Regions from separate parts of the Zea mays genome. Here region 1 is linked to region 2. Evidence: chromatin contacts called from public Hi-C data. All regions are on one chromosome and are shown on one strand. The core of a region is the stretch at or near the end of the contact, and the rest is flanking DNA. Distances in the headings are between cores, read along the strand shown. Region 1 holds the start of LOC100280237. Region 2 holds the start of LOC100276204.

Region 1 (2,700 bases), core at 92-2,591, 140 kb before region 2:
CATTTTACCTTCCATAGGTAGCTAAAGAAATGATGGAAATGGAAAATATATGGGACACTTAAGTGGAACAATCTCAGTTTTCACATAAAATGCTTCCGTTTGAAAGCAAACCAAAAAACAATTCCGCCAACCATATTTATGGTCAGAGAACACCAGTCTCCCCACTTGTCAATAATTAAAAACAACACGGCAGGAGCTATTTCACGTATCGAAAACAAAACTGAAATATCAACAGTAAGAGCAAGTTTAATAATATAACCCATAGTAAGCTTCGTCATGTTGTCATGTCACATATATCCAACTAAAAGTCTATTCATATAATAACCCTTTCATAATATAAACTAAACATTTAATACTTGCTCCATCTCTTTCTCTCACAAAGTGTCTTGCAGCCCATTTTCAGCCTACCAGTGAGCAGTCCGCTTTCTTTATCTCTGTGTTTCTCTTTTTTCCACGTCACTAAAAATCTGACATAGCATCTCTTACAGCCCGCCTATGTCACCTTATTATACTTGCTCTAATCTAAGTACCACAGATATGCGGCAGGAATGTAAAGTGCACAGGTTGACAGTCCATGACATTTTGCTTTTATGTTTTATCCTACGTAGTAATTATTCGGCACGATCAGATTTCTCTAAAGGGAAACATGCAAAAATTGCGCACGGAAGGTTTGGCCCACACATGGCCCCAAATACGTGCCAACCACCCGCCCCAGGAGTCACGCAAACCCAGACACCTTTGTACGACAAGCGCGGACAGCGCAGATCAGCAATGCGCACAGATGACGCTGAATCCAAATCTAAATTCAAAAGTGCTAAATCCAAATCTAAATCCTATACTCTGCGCCGAGCAACAGGAACAGCCATGCAGAGCTGCGACCGTACACGCGTCCGCAGATCTGGCACTGGCACAACATAAACCCGAGCGATCTCGTGGAATTCCGACCTCGGCTAGCGGGCCCCGATGGGAGCAGGCTGCACAGCGTCGAATCGACGGTGGGGCACAGCCACAGCGCATAGATCAGGGTGGGAAGCGTTCCTAAACGCCCAGATCTGCGAGGTGACGCACCCAGGCAGCCACGAAACCAAGCGTGCACATCGAATCAAGGGGCAGGAGCTAACCTGTGGCCTCGGTGGGATCGCCCCGACGCGGCGGTGACGGAGGCGTGGAACAGAGGTAGATCTGGCCGCGCGGATAAGGGACGGGCACCTCCAATCCGGCGTCCTTATATAGGCACGGGGATGGGCGCCCCTCTCGCCGGCGTGCCGACGAGGCGAGCGCGAGGGGTCGCGAGCGCGCGCGTGAGGTTTTTGGGGTGTAGCGACTGGCGAGACGACGGGCGAGGGGATGCAAGAGGGAGCTGTGGGTGCTGAAGTGTGGTGGTTTATAAGGGAGGGCGCGACGCCAGCGGCCGGTCGCCCAGACCACCAAGCGAGGTGTAAGGAAGCAGGCCTGTTTTGGCTTTGGCTGGGGTTGCCGTCCCGTCCGCGTGCTCCCGGCGCCCGCGTCATCATGGGATGGATGGGCTCGACGAGGGCCTCTCGCTCGCTGAGAATTGGGCGTGGAGTGTTGCATGGAAGACGCGAGTTCCGAACAACAGCTGCGGTTGCAGGATACTTGTTTGATTCGGTGTAAGAGATGACGCCACGTGAGGTCAATGCTTGTCCGAGCGACTTCCTTTTGCTTTCCCGTCCTGCTATCCGGCTAGGCTGACGTGTTCCCTCCTTTCTTTTGCTAAGGAGAGTGTTTGTGACAAAAGTTTACTCCGTGTCACAATGTTTAAATACTAATTATAAATATTAAATATAGTATAATTATAAAACTAATTATATAAAGAAAGAATAAACAATAAAACAAATTTATTAAGCCTAATTAATATATAATTAGCAAATATTTCTTGTACCAACAAATCATATACGAATTAGTTTTAATAAACTCATCTTACCGTTTAGAAAGAATAAACAATGAGACAAATCTATTAAGTCTAATTAATCTTGTCGGGGACCATAATTAGGGGTACCCCAAGACTCCTAATCTCAGCTGGTAACCCCATCAGCACAAAGCTGCAAAGGCCTGATGGGTGCGATTAAGTCAAGGCTCGGTCCACTCAAGGGACACGATCTCGCCTCGCCCGAGCCCAGCCTCGGGCAGGGGCAGCCGACCCCGGAGGATTCATGTCTCGCCCGAGGGCCCCCTCAAGCAACGGACACACCTTCGGCTCGCCCGAGGCCCAGTCTTCGCCGAGAAGCAACCTTGACCAGATCGCCACGCCAACCGACCGCATCGCAGGAGCATTTAATGCAAAGGTGGGCTGACACCTTATCCTGACGCACGCCCTTCAGTCGACTGAGCCGAAGTGACCGCAGTCACTTCGCCGCTCCACTGACTAGCCTGACAAGAAGACAGCGCCGCCCGCGTCGCTCCGACTGCTGTGCCACTCGACAGAGTGAGGCTGACAGCGGCCAAGTCCGGCCTCGGGCGCCATAGGAAGCTCCGCCTCGCCCGACCCCAGGGCTCAGACTCGGGCTCGGCCCCGAAAGACGACGAACTCCGCCTCGCCCGACCCCAGGGCTCGGACTCGGGCTCGGCCCCGGAAGACGACGAACTCCGCCTCGCCCGACCCCAGGGCTCAGGCTCGGCCCCGGAAGACGACGAACTCCGCCTCGCCCGACCACAGGGCTCGGACTCGACCTCGACCTC
Region 2 (2,700 bases), core at 130-2,629:
GAAGTATTTTTAAAGTTTTAGAGAAACACCATGGTTTTGTGAAATATATTGGTGTTTTGGAGGACCATGAATTGTTTGGATGCAACAAACTTTATGGTTTTAAAAAACCATAGTACTGCTAAAACTGTAGTCATTTAAAGTTTTTAAAACCCTAGACCTCTTTTTACTAAACCATGACTTTGCACATTTATGGGTTCTAAAACTTTATGGTCTTTGGGAGATTTGCTCTGCAACATCTCCTCTTTTGTAATGTTTCCTTTCCTCTTTAATATATAAGATACGCAGTTCTCCTGCGCGTTCTCAAAAAAAAAAACTGTGGTTTCTTGATACCACAGTATATTAATACTCATTCATGCTTGGAATTGGTTGAACATGATATACCATCTCCTAAGTACAGCTTCAGTACTAACAAAAAATATAGTAAACCAAAAATTCTTAAAGCGTTTGTGCTAGTTTAGTTGGAACCTTAACTGAGCCATGGAGTTAGCATAATATTAGAACCAAAGAATACTGCCAATCAAAGTGGTTAATGAATTTCATTGAATCCAGGAAATTTGTTTCTTGGCCAAATCAAGTGCAGTGAAGCAGCACAAATACACTTTCCAAATTCCCACCGCTGTGAATAAGGCATTTAGCATTTCTATTTTTTTCTTCAAAAGTGATATGCATAAGATCTGAACCACAGCACCTGAGGAAATAAAATACAATAAATTCCATAAAAGGAAGACATACATGCTAATAGTTGGCCTAAATGCACAGCCGTTTTGCATTAAAAGCATACCATGAGATTCTAAAAAAAATGGCCAAGGATTAGGATCTAATCAGAACATGACTAAAACAAGACTCATTGGACAGTGGATCAAAACAAACTGAATTGGGAGAAAATTTGGGCAGGTGACTCGTAAAAGATGACTAAAAGAGAGCAGTGCACCAGTTAATTTTTGCAACAAAATCGAAGTTAGTAGGCATAATCCTAGGCCATGTTCGGTTATTCCTATTACATGTAGATTGGATGGGATTAAAAAAATTATGAAAGATTTTAACTTTTTGGTATTTTCCACTCAATCCCACCCAACCACGTGGATTGGATTGAGAGCAAAACCAACGAGCCCTCCGAATACGGAAAGCTTACATTAGGGTTTGGGCATTCAGAAAACACCACAAAAGGGAGGGGAAGAGATGGACGCACCTGACAGGTGCTCATCGCCATCAAACACCCAACGGAGATCTGACGTCCGGTGGCGGCGCCGCTGCGCAGTTGTCGCTGCCAGGAAAGAAAGAACTAGGGTGAACGCGATGACGGGCCACCCGAGGAGGAATGAAACGAGAAAATTGGCAATTTCCCCCTCCGCAAAATTTGTCATTCTTTGGGCTAGTTTGGTAACACAATTTTTTCGAGAGATTTTTATTTTCCTAAGAAAAATTATTTTATTTTTTCTTACGAAAATTGAAATTTATTGAGGAAACGGTGTTCCAAAACTAGCTCTTCGAAAGAGAAATAAGCTCAAACTTTTTCCTAATTGATTTTGGTGGTTAAATTGTCCAACATAAATAATTGAACTAACTAGTTTGCTCTAGATTATAAGTTCTACAGGTGCCAAAGGTTCAACACAAATCAATAAAAAGTCCAAGAAAAGGTTCAAATAAAAAGGAGCAAATAAAACCGAAGACAGCCCTGGTCTGCCGCACCGGACTGTCCGGTGCACCAGGGTGAATCCACTCGAACTGCTCAGCTTCGGGTTTCTGAAAATGGCGCTATAATTCACCGGACTGTCCGGTGTAGCACCGGACGGTCCGGTGTGCCAAGCGGAGTAACGGCTACAGCGCCAACGGTCGTCTGCAAAAGTGTACAGTGCGTGAACAGTGCGTGGACAGCGCGCTGCTGAAGTCAGAGCAGGCGCAGATGGCGCACCGGACAGTGAATAGTGACTGTCCGGTGCACCATCGGACTGTCCGGTGGCCCCACATGTCAGAGCTCCAATGGTCGAACCCTAACGGTTCGGTGACGTGACTGGCGCACCGGACAGTGTTTAGTTGAAGGCATCCAACCACCTTGCGCTTGCGCTTGGATCACTTTTCTTCTTCCTCCAACCACCAACACTTCAAGGCATCCAAGTTTTCAGCCAACACATTCAATACAAGAGCTAGTGCATTCAATACAAGACACAAATAGAGTGAATTAAAATCTCTCCAAGTCCCAATTCCACTCAAAGCAATTAGTGACTGGAAGAGAGAATTTTGTTGTGTTCTTTTGAGCTCTTGCGCTTGGATCGCTTTTCTTCTTCCTCCTTTCTTGTTCTCAACTCAATTGTAATTAAAGCAAGAGACACCAAGTTGTGGTGGTCCTTGCAGTGGACTTAGTGTCCCGTTTGATTGAAGAGAAAAGCTCACTCGGTTTAGGTGACCGTTTGAGAGAGGGAAATGGTTGAAAGAGACCCGGTCTTTGTGACCACCTCAACGGGGAGTAGGTTTGCAAGAACCGAACCTCGGTAAAACAAATCACCGTGTCATCCGCTCTTATTTGCTTGTGATTTGTTTTCGCCCTCTCTTTCGGACTCGATTATATTTCTAAACGCTAACCCCGGCTTGTAGTTGTGCTTAAACTTTATAAATTTTAGATTTGCCTATTCACCCCCCTCTAGGTGACTTTCAATTAGTATCAGAGCTCGGTACTTCATTAGAGCCTAACCGCTCGAAGAT

The links. A called contact is a pair of places that touch in the nucleus more often than the background predicts.
Region 1: a Hi-C map of leaf shows a contact between it and region 2, with 5 times the contacts expected there. The contact joins the promoter of LOC100280237 here to the promoter of LOC100276204 in region 2. A contact is called at or near these places in 3 of 25 Hi-C or Micro-C datasets (leaf and tassel).

Annotation. Positions count from the first base shown.
Region 1 is chr4:97,984,797-97,987,496 of Zm-B73-REFERENCE-NAM-5.0, reverse strand. It overlaps LOC100280237, which reads right to left and starts at 1,341. Exons shown (of 17, transcript NM_001326369.1): 1 at 1,122-1,341.
Region 2 is chr4:97,845,109-97,847,808 of Zm-B73-REFERENCE-NAM-5.0, reverse strand. LOC100276204 reads right to left here and starts at 1,379. Exons shown (of 2, transcript NM_001150049.3): 1 at 1,190-1,379.